Regions from separate parts of the Anas platyrhynchos genome. Here region 2 is linked to region 1. The links are chromatin contacts, called in public Hi-C maps. All regions are on one chromosome and are shown on one strand. The core of a region is the stretch at or near the end of the contact, and the rest is flanking DNA. Distances in the headings are between cores, read along the strand shown. Region 1 has its middle 24 kb from the start of ARID1B. Region 2 overlaps ARID1B (AT-rich interaction domain 1B).

The links. A called contact is a pair of places that touch in the nucleus more often than the background predicts.
Region 2: a Hi-C map of subcutaneous adipose tissue shows a contact between it and region 1, with 2.1 times the contacts expected there. The contact joins two enhancer-like sites. A contact is called at or near these places in 2 of 8 Hi-C or Micro-C datasets (liver and subcutaneous adipose tissue).

What each region holds. Positions count from the first base shown.
Region 1 is chr3:56,457,069-56,464,251 of IASCAAS_PekinDuck_T2T, reverse strand. No RefSeq gene overlaps it. Among named protein-coding and RNA genes, the nearest start is that of ARID1B, 24 kb to the left of the region's middle. Within about 2 kb of position 3,276, at least 2 of the 8 cell types and tissues checked have an H3K27ac peak or open chromatin away from gene starts, as enhancers often do.
Region 2 is chr3:56,781,050-56,788,232 of IASCAAS_PekinDuck_T2T, reverse strand. ARID1B (AT-rich interaction domain 1B) reads right to left here. Exons shown (of 19, transcript XM_072035945.1): 12 at 6,809-7,013. Among named protein-coding and RNA genes, the nearest start is that of TMEM242, 99 kb to the left of the region's middle. Within about 2 kb of position 4,757, at least 2 of the 8 cell types and tissues checked have an H3K27ac peak or open chromatin away from gene starts, as enhancers often do.

The DNA of each region.
Region 1 (7,183 bases), core at 2,027-4,526:
TTCCCCACCCTCCCCTACATTTATATCTTCCAGTTAGCACTGAATTTTGCTGTTGTATTTACAGCTCTGTATTTCTGTTGCATCTATTGGAAAGAAAAAGAGGTCTCATGGCAGGAAGATCAGCGGCTAGTCTAGAGCTTTCAGTAGGGAGTTAGTTCCACATCCAGCTTTCAGCTTCCTTTGCTGACACCTCTCATGCTTGTTGCAGACAGTTGTGTCAGAGAGATGCCTTGAGAGGTCATGGTAGTGTTGGCTGAAGAGGATCCTAACTCTCTCAGACCTGTCCCACAAAGGGCTTCAAAAATTGATGAGAATCTTAAAAATCATTAAACGATGGCTAAAGAGGATGCACGATCTGCAGACCGTGGTATAAGAAGTCCTGAATTTTGCATGACCGAAGCTTTTAATGTCTCCATCCCTGATGCATACAATTCTTGGAAGCCACAAACGCATGGCTGTACTGTATCCAAGACACGATGTCGTTATGACCAATACTCAATGCTTCTTAACTGGGTTTGATCAAGTCAGGCTGTTAATGCAGTTCTTTGTCCAATTGGCTTCAGCCTTCGCATGTTGATTTGGAATAAATTAGTTTGTCACAAGTGCTGGTGGACTCCATGGTGATTGCTATCCTCCTGGTACATTGGCCTCCGCCTGAGTGTGCAGATGGACTGAAAAGATGATTCAAAGTATTGAGAACTTCCATATTTATATTGGTTATGGTAATCACGGCCATTTAAGCATTATTTCTGAGACATTAAGTCTCTCAGTTGTTAAGTATTACTTCTTGTGGTAACTCCACCGAAGAACCGAGATCAAATTATGAAGGCCTGCTCTGCCTACTGTGTGTGGCCTAGATTGTGTCATGGGTAGGCATGAATGGCTATTTAGGATACTGGAGAGGCAGGACTGTACTGTATTTTCCTCCGCTTGCTCCCATCTGACAGGAAAGAAAAATGCCCTTAATGTATCAGTTCTTTAAATCAACCGTCACACTCAGGACAAGTGCCTTCTCAAACCCCAGCCACCTCTACGAAATGGAATGTGCGATATTATTCTAAAATGAAGGAAAAATATTTTCCTTTGCATTTCTGCAGAGTTAAAATGGCTGAAGAAATGTTCCTGAGATTTAAAAGAAGTTACCTTTGGCCGGAAGGTGTGAATGGAGAACTTTAACCCCAAGGTGATATTTTCAGCAAGATCTTATTAAATAGAGAGCTGTCACCAAATTTTTTTTTCTCGTCCTGTCTGTTACCAATGGATACTAGGCTTTCCTTTCATCCTTTGTATGATACCTCCCATAATTGCCTCTGAGTCCATCATTAAAATCCTGATTGCAAATTAATACAAGTTATTATTTATTGTTATTATTAGAGGAGGGCAGGGCTGCCTTCATCTGTCTGGAGGGTCTGCCATTATATCTGCTCTGCGTATTGCTACAGTGGAATTGAATACGCTTCAGCCTCATGCAGATGCACTGTGTCAGAAAACATCTGCTAGCTGCTGATTTTATGCATATTACAGAGACTTTATGTACTGTTAAATGGACCACTTTTTCATTCCAAACCATAATTTTCCATGTGGCATTATTTGATCTGTCCTCACTCCAACATTTGGTTTGATCAAGTCATTTCTTCCTACCCAATGTGTGTGTTGTAACTTCCTCCATGGCTCTGTATGTGTGCATGTCCTGTCTGTGAATGGAAATTACTGCAGTCCTCCTGTCATAATAATACGGTGGTAGGGCAAAGCTTGTCATTTTAATCAATATATTTTATTCCCATTAGCTTCTTTCAGCACTGAGCTTTAGTCTAGGCAACTTGGATCTGATAATGCCAACTGCTACCCAGCTACACAGCAACATACCACCATCAAATGCTCTTTTCCAGAAGTGCCAGGGGTACTGACCAGGTCACCAAGTTTAGAGGTTTAATGCAGCTGGCGAGGAAAATTTATGTGCTCCACAGAAAGCTTCCCAGAATGGAGGAGCCAGCCTGTCCCTTTGGGGACAGGGCTGTCCGAGCCCTACTATTACCACCACGGGTGTTGAGCCGCTGGGCCTCAGCAGCAGAGGGTGCAGGAGGCAGAAGCTGGGAAGGGCTCAGAAGAGGCCAGTTCCTTCTGGGGCTGGGGATATACATTGTTTTGCTTTGGTTTTATGTGCCATTTAATTTTGTGTCACCTACCCTCCACTGAGAATAATGCAAGTTGTAATGCAGCCATTTGGCATGGGACTTGGAATGAAATGATGACTCTTTCCCTGCCCTTTCCTAGGAGTTCTCCAAACAACAAATCTCTACTCAGTAGAGGACCTGTTTAATCACAATTTGGGATTAGCACATCTCTAATTACAACAAAGAAGATAGTACTTCTTTGGTAACCTTTGGTCCAGGCAATAATCGTTCTCCTTTGCCCCGGAATTTCTTGTGGTGACATTTCTAGAGGCTACAACGACAAGGATGTAAAGTTTCAGTAACACCTACCAATCACTTTTTATATATGTAACTAGCAGGAAGAGGGTCACATATTACTAGGGAAATCGTTTTGCCAGATAAAACATCACACAGTCCTTCATAGCATGCAGAGAACTCCATTGTTACATAAAAAAAAAAAAAAACCAAAAAACACCACTACATAGATTTTGCATATTTAATGATGTTGACAAATCAGAATAAATATGAAATAATAATAAACAATAAGAAAGCTCATTTATATAGCTCTTCTCATATTCAAAGTGCTTTATAAGTACTAGTTTGTTGACTAATCCTTGCAACACCCTTAAGAGGTGGACAATTATTATCCAAATGTTAGAGGTATGTAGCTATGCACAATGCAATCATTTCCACTAACTTTTTAATGATGCCTTAAGGTCTGATACATGACCTATGTGTTATATATATCCATATCCTTGCAGACCTATCTGGAGTATCATACATTGATAAATGAGCATAAAGTCAGTAATTTCTTATATAGAACCAGAATAAATATATCATTTACATGTATATAATTCTCTTAAAATCTATTTTCTTAAACAGTCAGGGAACCCAGTAGTGATGGTGGTGGGGATATTAGAGTGTAAAGCCCTAATCATATTCGTACGTGCCTGTTCGTGTGGGTTTGTGCATGATTTTGTACAAGTTAAAAAAGCTGGTTCCTATCCCAGATACTTTGCAGTACAAGTGTATGATAAGAGACAACAGATGGATACTACACTGAGACAGGGACATCACGAGGTTACAGTGAGAGGATTACAATTACGATAAGAAGTGGTGGTCATAGCGCACCAGCTGTTTAGTCATTCTCGTATAATTTTTTAGTCATCACAGTAGTGAGAGCAAGAGAATGATTTGAAGGATGCCAATGAGGTGAACAGGCAGACATTTCGTAAGGTCTTCTTCACATGTGGGTGGGAAGTGGGAAAATACCTTCATAACAAAATGGGATGAAAAGCATTTCACCTTTGTTAAAAATGAGGTGAGAGCTAAGGCTTCTAATTTATGGTATGAAATCATGGTGGATGAGACAGGGATAAACCCTGAAGAGAAAAACTGAAGTGAATTTGGGTTTGAAGTGTAAACCATAGACATGCACTGACACTGACGTGAGGTGCCAGGACTGAAATGTCAAGACAGAAGACAACAGGTGTGTTTTGATAAAGCTATTTGGTTCAGGCTATTGCAGTTCTTAAGCTGTAGGAGCATCTGTTTTTCTTTCTTTCTTTCTTTCTTTCTTTCTTTTTTTTTTTTTTTTTTTTGACAAAAATCCCATGTTTCTTAGTTATCCTGCAGGATGTTTTGAGGATGTGGACTCTAACCTCTACTTTCTGTGGCCTCCATGGCATGACCCCCAGTTCTGTGCTTTGTTTTAGCAAGAGAGCAGCTTGCGCTCTTGCCTGGTACTGAGCTAAAACCTTCACCCTGTTCGCATATGTGCCTTAAGACCCAGTTGCAACACAGAGTGAAGATTTACATACCACATTCATCTCTGATCAATGTGGTCTCCATTCTTCACTGCTCACGGTACAGCCCTCTCCAGCCCGAGGCTATGGATGCTTTGCCATGATGCCATTCTCGTCCTTTCAGACATGGTAGTTGTGCATAGCCACACTGCATACCAAGGTGTAATGTAAACATCCATGAGCCCGTTTTAAATGGGAAGCAGCCTCGCTGTGGTAGCACAGAGGTCTGTGTAGATTAATCTGTCCTTTGAAAAAGGCAGTAACCCTAATTCCTGTGTTATTTCCACTGTAAGCATTTGGGCTTTGATCAAGTGATTCATGTGCTTGATGGGAGTCTTTCCATTGCCTGCAGTGGGCTTTGGATTGGAACCATAATCCGGATGTCTCACATGCATATACATCCTTAATTAAAATTTTCTAAATTGCTGTTACATAATGAGGATCCCAAACCTCCTGTGAAGTGTTTCCAGTTAAGCCTTTAAAAAAAAATGCACTCAGTATCTTACCATCACAGTTAACATCAACTACAGCAATTTTCTAAACTCTGTATTAACAAGATGGGTGAATTATTGGTACATCAAGAACACTAAGTGAATGTCCTGACTTCTGCATGGTTGCAATTTATAAACAAAGCTGCTTTACTGTAATTTTGCTACCTTACACACATTCATATATATATATACACTCTGAAAGTTATGATCAGCTTTAAAAATAGGCTGGGAATGAAAATAATGCATCAGCCTTATATATAGCAAGTGCTTCTGCTGTAATTATATTAATTCATTTTGACAGGCATATTTTAACAAATTTATTACAGTTTGCTACACCTTTTTACCAAGGAGAGGTGCATCCTGTGACAGCTGTCCATCATTAGCCCCAGAATCTTTTTGCACTGACCTATACGAAAAAGCTGAAGGAGACCTCAATCAACCCCCCTCTGTTATGCAGGAAAAGCAGTCATTCACAATTTTAACTCATTTTATTTTTTCAGCAGGAAATACCACTCTGGTCTCATAGAAAGTGCTTTGACTTGGATTTATATGACCTGCTTTCTATTCCTGGCTCTGTCTCTGGGTGACCTTATGAAAGTCATTTTTATCTACTATTGTTTTTAAATGGGCTGAAAGATGTTTCCCAGCAGAATGGGCCAAACATAAGCACTATTTTTTTTCCATTATCCCACCGCAAAAACATGCTCCTGAAGAAGCTACACACCTCTACATCTGCCAGTCTAGTGCTTGCCTCAGGTAAGCTGCTTGCTCTCTCTCCCACCTGCTCTCTCTCTTTTTTGTTCTTTATAGCACGAGCTAGTCACAGCAGAGTGCCTAAATCTTGTTCTTAAAATATGTGTAACTTGAAAATCCTAATTACGTACACATATTTGTGCTCTGGTAGGCTGAGGTGATTTCTGAAAGCAAATACAACATGGACCAAAGCGAGCTTCCCAAAATATTTCTGGGCTTACTGTGCTGCTACACCCAGGACATGATACATATTTTTTGGAAAACTGCCTTCCCCTTTAGCAGTATAACTGTCAGACAACAGTTCATACACAGCAACACAAAGTCATAACTTGGGAGATAATCTTTTATATGCTCCTAACAATATGCTCTGAAATCCTACATTTAAAGGGATTTAAAAACACACAATACCCTAAGACATCAAATAAGCAGTGAAAGTAACATGCAGAGCCAGACGCAAAACCAGAATGAAAAAGATTTTTTATTATTCTCCTCTGTATTACCATAAATGACATGCTATATTTAATTTTACAGTGCCCCTGGACAAATCATCAAATACTTTAATAACTACACAAACATTAATATTTAAATACAAGAGATCCCCTCAGTTACTGAATAATCATAACTCTGGATTGATAGGGTACTAAATGGAAAAATCTTGTTTAGACAGTTGTAAGAGGGGGGAGGGTGTTTAATGAAACAAGTTTGATGGTCTTGTCATCATAAAACTGATAGATATTTGGCACAATTTATATCTTTGCTGAAAAGAAGTTTGAGAAATGGAACAATTGTGCTGAAGATTAATTTTCCCTTCTTCTGCTGTGAGAGCATAGTCCTTTAGGTCATTAGCAGGAATGTGTGACACAGATTGCACTTTACCCATGCAAGTCCTGTGCTGACTCTTGGAAAATGCACATTAAATAGCTGTGACTTCTACAGTTGTGGGATGCACTGCCCAGCTATCGTTATAGCTAGCTAGACTAATTCTGGGAGAGTGATGAATGTGGATTGTAGAAGAGGCAGCACACTGACTTCTGACAGTCAGTATTTGTTAGACCTGCCCACTGTCCTCAGAGATGTATGTATATTTTTTTTAATCCAGACTTTTTACTATCACTTCAGTCACTCTCCAGTTTTACCTAATAATGAAATCTCAACTATTAAAGCATGCTAAGAATAGCAAATTTTAAGATATTCCCCATCCCTCCAGCAAAACAAAAACAAAACCAAAACAAAGCAAAAAATAAAACCCAAGGATTTATAAATCAAAGTAATTCACATAAACATCTGAACCAAACGTCTGAAACTTTATTAGACTTCTGTCTCTAAATGTGGGACTGTGTTCGTGAATGTGTTTTATGTGTCATGAGGCACATCTGCTCCTAAACTAATTATAATATTTAGTCATCACTGGACAAAGGCTAGTCACTTGTTTGTATCACATTGTGCTTGAACGCCACAGCACTTGTGGCTAAATGAAATGTTCTGGGTTGGATAGCAGGCTGTACGCACTGTTTCAGCAGAGCCCATCTCTGCAACTCACCTTAATACTTCCTTTTCCATTTTGGGGCACTTGTTCAGATTCCACACTTCTCAGAACTGGATTCCCCTCTTCTCCTCTGCGTTTGAGCTCCATGGAGATAATATAGCTCTGGCTATGTTATGTTTCTTGGACTCTTCTCAACTGGGCAATACCCCTTTGAGGAAAGTGCTGGGGAAGACACTCCAGCTTTCAGGGAACAGGGAGAGGGGAGGGGAACCAGCACAGAAACATGAGGCCTCTGAGTAACAGGTTGTGGCCTGTGGGCCGATAGATCCTGGAAGCAGTACCATTAAAGCGCTCTTCCAGATGTGGAGAGCTGACAAACAATGATGAAGGCTGCACCAAAGCAACTTACAATGAACTAATTAAATAGCTTGCTCTCTGTAATAAAGGAAGCCTGGAAGAATACAGAGCTGTCTCTGAATTACCTACCCAGTGCCT
Region 2 (7,183 bases), core at 3,508-6,007, 320 kb before region 1:
CAGGAATTCGTCCCGAGAAGTTGTAGGGTCAAGTCTATGGATGCAATTTTCAAACAGAAAAAATCACAGACCTAATAGACTTAGAAAGACATGGCTTTGACTTGAGAGGTCTTTTTTTTTCTTTTTTCTTTTTTTTTTCTTATAAACTGTCACGTAAGCATTTTATAGTGCCTGACTATCTACATTCAACAGCCAATTAACAAAACTTTATAAATTACTGTTAGAGGAAAAATTGCAAGAAGCAGTATGGGCTTTTCTTCTGCATGTAAAAGAGAGAGTAGTTTATAATTGACTCAGACTCCTAGAACACTCATCATCTTGACAGGCAGAGCTTGTTTTTAACTGAAGAACACCCTTTTTATGTGTTTCATTTATATCTGTAACACATGTTCCACTATCTGGAAATCAGTCTCAGTAGCAAGTGCATATGTAAAATGCACATTTTGTAGACCATGTTGTTCCTGTCCTCAACTTTCTAAGGCATGTTTGGATTGCGCTCACATAGAAATGACGTTCAAAAAAAGTTCAAGAAAAGCTCTCTGATTGCATTAGTACAGTAACAACAACATTTGCGACAATTCAGGCTACAGTTGACTGAAGGCTTTAGTGCTATAATGAAACAAATCCATGAAATAATAAAGCAAATCTTCATGTTCACATAAAATGAACCCTTTGTATATATGACCCCCTGAGTAACACAGGATCATTCTCTTGTCCTTTTGTGTTTCAAGGCCTATTCTGCTTTAAACACAGTTCTAGATTACTTCTAAAAAGCTTGAAGGTATTTCTGAGTTGTCACACACCATCTTGTCATATTAGAGCTATGTAAGCAAATATCTTAGTTTATCCATACACGTACTGTAAAACATGATATTGCTTCACCCTGCACATTTCTCTTATGAGTGGCTCTTATGCAGCAATTAAGTTCTTCCTTATTCTACCTGAGCAAAAACCGAATTCATACCTAAAGTAAACCCAAATAAAACAAGCAAAATATTCTTTCATTATTTATGGGCTGCTAGAATACATCGTATCTTTATTAGAAATAATGTGTTTTTTAGAAACCGCTTCAACAAGGAAAGATTTAAAAACAGAATGATGATGTCCAACAGAGAACCTGCAAGTTAAATTTCTGTCTGCTGGGTGGTAGTTATAGTTATTTGCCTTGACCCTGACCCTCTGTTAAACAACTGTTTATAAATATCTGAAAAATGGAAGGTAAATACTATTACGAGAAGTGCCAAGTTTCTGGTATTGCTTTGTGAATGTGCTTTGCCCTAGGTCCCTGCTGGCACACTTCTACAGGCTAGGGCCTGCAACGGTTTCAACCTCTGGATCAGGTCATCAGCTAACAAGAAGAGCCCAAGACTGGGTATAACCTACATTCTTTAAGTAATGTAACTCTTTCTTGTAGGATGTGATTTTCAGTTTCTTAAACATTTACCATGCTTCAGACAATCACAAGGAAGTTATCCAGATGGATCTTCACCTCAAGCTATTTTTTTTTGCTTTCTCCTGTAGAAAATTCATGTGCAATACTGGGCATATGAGTGAAATTATTTTTTTTCACAAGAGGTTCTTAGATGTGTAGTCCTTTCCTCAGAGAGTCTCTTTAGAGATGTTGATTTGTGGCTATCCAGAACACAATAAGGCAACAGGTGAGATCATGTAAAGGGTGATACATGGCAAAACTTAGAAAACTGGCACCCAGAATGAGCTGATATTCATGATGTAAATTTTTTTGGTGGCCCAGCTCTTCATCTGTAGAACAGGAATCATATTCCTTTTCCTCTCAGACGTATATTGCAAAGGTTGATCGATGCTTTTAAAGCCCTCAAATACAATTAAAATGAGGACCAAAAGAAAACAAACAAACAAACAAGGAGTAAAATTATAATTCTCTGTTTGAGGCTGTCTGAAAACTGTGGTACAGTTATTGAAAGGTGAGGGTAACACAAAATACTGAATAGCTTCTCATTTGTTGAACATTTGTTTATTTTGTGCACTGAATGACACAGACATTTCACAGAAAAAATATCAATGTGACCGCATGATTAAGAGTGTATTGAACTGTAGATGCACAAGGAAACATAATTAAGGTTACAAAGACTATATCTCACTTTTGGCATTTCTTAACATTTGAGCACTAGGCTTTGCAACAAAAAGATATGCTTTGACCAGTTTTTGGATATAGTATGTGCACACACTAAATGCAGATTACTTATGTTCCCTCACACATACTAATACATTTCACACACATTGCTATTAGCAATGTTTTCTAGTTTTCAAGGATATGGAAACAACCCTCTACTTTGGAAGAAAGTGACATATTCCTCTCTTCATGTTTCACCTTAGATTTTACATTTGTTAATCTATTCTCTGAATTCCTTATATCTATTCTTGCAGGTATTTTATTACTCTAGCCGTTTCGTTTTGATCGTGGACATCCTGAAACAGAAGCCCTATCTTTTAAAGTGCTTTCTAAGCTTCGGTACTAAACAAAGAATGAATAAGAAAGACAAACACTAATGTTCTTTTAGAATAGGTAATCTCTGTGTACATGACTGGAGCTGACTTGTGGACGTCCAGGAAAAAAACCTATGTATACATAGCTAATGAATTCTTCATCTCACGTCCATGTCTCAGTAATGCTTCTCTCTCAAGTGTCATAGCAGATCTGTAAGAGTATGCTTTTAGGAATTTAAAATCCATTCAAAAGGAAATAAAAGGAGCATTTCTGTTAGTGAGAAGTGAAATCCTACAAACTCTTCCCGCAGTTCACTCAACGGCAGCACGGAATTGCAGGACTGCCACAGCTTTTTCCTTGCAAAGCCTGAATGGCAGCACGGGCTGCTTTCAGGAAAGACCCTTGATTTACCAGAAAGACGCAGTTAAAAAAATAAATATATAAAACAGATTTCTCTTGCCAGCAATTTTTTCCCTCCAGGAAAAAAAAAAAAAAAAGAATTCAACCTCTTGAAACGCCATTAATAGGAGGCCTGACGCGCTCTCTAGGATATCCCTACCTTTTGCCAGAAGCTACAAATGTATACTCTAAAGTAAACAATGGGAAGGTTACTGAAGGTTAAGCACATTCGCATACTTCAGAGCGAGCAGCCAGCCGCCACGCTGGGAAGATAATTCACACAGCACGAGCCCCGTGCCCCAGTTTGGCCGGGCTGGGGGCCGCTGGCTGCGGCTGGGCCCCCCCGGCGGGGCGTGGGGGCACCTCGGCCTGCCCCCACGTCCTCCGACCCCTCGCCCATCCGTCTTCTGTGGGGATTCCTCGGCTGGCCTGGTGGCACGCTGCGTGGCATCACCTGCCCGCTAATAACAGCAGGTCGGTCGGCCACCCGCTGCTGAAGAGGGATGGGTTTGGTTCCAGGGGCACTCACTGAAGGGCTGCGTTGTGCTGCGTCCCCCCCGCTGTCCCTCTCCCCAGGGCCTGCTTCTCCACTGCCAGGGAAACTTTCAGTTCAGGACTTGCCACTGGATTTGTGCATTTGGGTCAAAACTATCGAATGCACATGATGGGAAGCGCATTTTGTCTTTGTACCCACTTCTGGAAAGTACTGGAGCCCCAGAAGGATGCTTACGAAGGCCCACGGTGCCTTTCTCTCCATAAAGGAGTGCCTGCACAGCAAAATAACACCCAATAGTTGGCACGGACCTTGGCACAGACACAACAACCAGGACACAGGGCCAGCAGGGGTCCTCTAATAGCTAGCCTGGCATTAGGCATCTGCTGGTGGTGTCCACCACGGTGGTACTACCTGACCCAGGCAGACCCAAGGCGTGATATCAAGGTCTCAGCCTACCACAAGCACGTCTCCAGCCTGCACAGCCTCAGAGCAGTGCAAGACACACTGCAACACCTTCAGGCCCCCACCTCTGCCTGGCAGTTTTCTGAAAGGACAGAAGAGGCTCCAACAGTACTATGGAGCCAGGACGTTTATTACAATAGGCAGCTAATCCTATCACTAATGCCTTGGCTACAGTGCCAACGCTGGCTACTCCGACTCCCTTCTTCAACTTCATATAATTGCTGACACTACCCTGAATTGCACTGTACACAGCACTAAACTATTCTCTCCTTTACATATCATTTACCTTATTAGAGTTAATGATGCAAAAACCAAAAGTGATGGGAAATCCCAAATACAAGCAAATGGACTAACACACGAACCCACAGTGCTGCATCGCAGTCCCCCAGATTTGCCTTGCACACCACAACCTTTTCCCAACCAGGTTCTTCTGCTGGGCTCTGCTTCCTATGGTTTTTGCACTGTTTCTCATGGACAAAGTACAACACGCCCCCTCTGAGACAAATCCCCCTGCTTTTTTATCAAATTACCCAAGCACTAATGCTGCCAACTGCTTCTTTGCAAATGGTGTCTGCTTCAAAGCGGTTCTGCCTGCACTGAGCTAACTGCACAACAGAGGCTAATGGTTAAAAGGAGGACCTTACGAGGCTGCTGTTCCGTGTTGTACCGGGCTCCTGCTCCCTCTGAATGCCAAAGAGTAACAGATTATCTAAAGTACATCCACAACTCTACTTCTTTTGTGCAGTTAAAATGTTAATGTTGGTATAAACCAAAGAAAAAGGAGCGAGAAAAAAAAAGCTGACTATTAAAAAGAACAGGCTTGTACTCTGCAGCATCTATACCTCAGCGGGATTTCATGTACTAAAGCTGATACACACTGGGAAAGCCTTTCTGCGTACAGAAGTGCAGTCCATTCAGTGACACGAGTTCTTTTCTAGCCAACAAAACAAACCTTGAGATCTTTGCTTGCTTCCCCCTCTTCCAGTCTCTATGTCCTGCTGTGTTTTTATCTTAGAAAAATAGTTTCAGTTCTCCTCATGGGCAGCTTCCTTGAATGTTATGATAAATTTAAACTCGGACTTTATCATTTTAATCTGTGGCATCGTGATACAAAAGGACGCTGTAAAAATGGTACGTCTGGTGTTTCTATTCCTTTGTTTCCAGTCTACGTATTTAAATAAGGATTCTTCATCTCAAAGTTCAACAGATTCACAGGAATTGTCCCCGAACAAACTGCTGAGCGCAGTGTTGGAGGGGGACGGGCAAGGGAGGAGACAGCAAAGCACAATACCCTTTCATTTTTAGTACTGCTTCTTAGTTTTAGAAAGAAATTAATTTCCTCCTGACACTCCTTAGCAAGTCTAAACAATTTCACTCCCCTTACCAGCCTTCTTGGGAATGAGAGGCAAATGCAACACTTATAATTTTTGCAGTGGGGCACACTCTGGACTTGCTATGCTCATTTCAGACTGATAAACATTTGGACTATAGGCTTCACCTCTTGTACTACGTATTTTTCTTCACATTCTGAAATTACCTTGCAAAGTCATCTTCTATATTAAATTATCAACACTGAGGTACCTGATAACTGTAGGTATTAAAGAGGAAGTGGGACTATTTAAAGTATTACACAAGGAGATGTATCTAGGAGTGTTTAACACTAAACACTGCCCCAAATCCTTAAACCAAATACCTCATGCTGAAAAAGATTTAAGCTTTATTGCCTTACCTTCTTCTGTAGTGACAAAGCACTATCATATGAAATGATCTTGTAAAGGCCAGAACTGTGTTATATGATGATAAAGGTTTTTGCAAATTTTGTGGTATCCACGATAGGAGTTTTCCAACTGGGGCGATACAGCCAGCAAAATACCTCAAGAGCTTGCTGGGTCCCCCACTCTCCACCTCCCATTTTCAGCCAGTGAACCGAAATAACACAAATTAAGTCATTAAATACTTTTCCAATATTGCCTTCTAACATACGGAACTGCTATCAACATTCCAGAATTATGCTCTCTTGGCAATAACAGAAGGCGGTCTACCTAGCAGTAAATGTGAAAGCTGGTATTAGCAAAATTATTTTGTTGCTCAGAAAAGTCTAATAACCAGCAAATGAAAGGAAAATTTTTCAGAAGTCAACTTAATAGACTAATACTTACAACACCTTTTCCTATATACTTAAAATGTCACTGCTAAAGAATTTTCCTGTGTTGAGTATCAATCATGACTATCAAATCTTGCAAGTCTCAAGTTAAATTAATTTAGAAAGAAACCACACTGTACACACAAAAAGAATGGCCCAAATCAATCAATTCATGTTCTGATTTTTCAGAGAAGATAAAAATGGTGATGCTAACAACTTATCTGACATGCAGGATTAACAACAACAGAATAGAGAGCGTGCCTCCAGACTACAATGTCTGGCCGTGGGGATACACCATACTCTCAGCTCCTTCCATCTGCCACACATTCAAGGCGAGCCACATCAGAGCAAACATCTGAGATCCACTCATTAGCCCAGCATCTGCCATCCTGCCTCCAACTGAAGTTTTACCAAGCAACAGCCACGCTGAAAATGCAGCTTCAGAGCCACAGCAATGAAGGTGCAGGCAGAAGGACCTCATCTTTAGATAAATGGAAACTCCTCCTGGTGCTGGCTGCCTCGTGTCTTACAGCACGAGCACGTCCTCGCAGAATGCTATCATTTTTACTACAACAGCTTAACTCTTTGAATCTTAGAGATATGATGGTACATGCACCTTGAGCAAAGACTAGATACATAACCGTGGATGGCTCCTCAGAGTTAAATCTGACTCAACTCAGGAGCCGGTTCAAGTTGGAAAACAAGATGCCAACAACATATTTATCCTCGCAGTTTGTCTAATATTAGCAAGACATGCTTCTAAATATAAAAACTGCAACCTAGTGAATATCTTGCGCATTTAAAAATGGTTGTGTAAGAGGCTGCAGTTTTTCCTACTTACCAGGAGATGGCGGCTGAATCTTAGGTTGTTTCTTGGTATCTCCGGTGCTGAAGACTTCTGGAGGGGGCTCCTCCCCTCGCTCGATCTTGCACTCGAAGGCAAACAGGTACTGAATGTATTGTTTTTTCAGGGAGCTGGCTGCACTGCTCGAAGTGCCAACGTTCAATGTTGTTGCCAGCTCACGCCACTTCTTGTTTTTATTAACCTAGCACAAGAAATGGCAGAATCATTGGTTTGCAGCAGACTGGTTTGTTTAAAAGTCAGGAGACAAAAGAAAAAAAAAAAGTACTTAATGTCTTGGTTTACTTTTTTTTTTTATTATTATTATTATTTTCCTCTTCTAACTAATGCTCATTACTCCCACACGAAGTAATG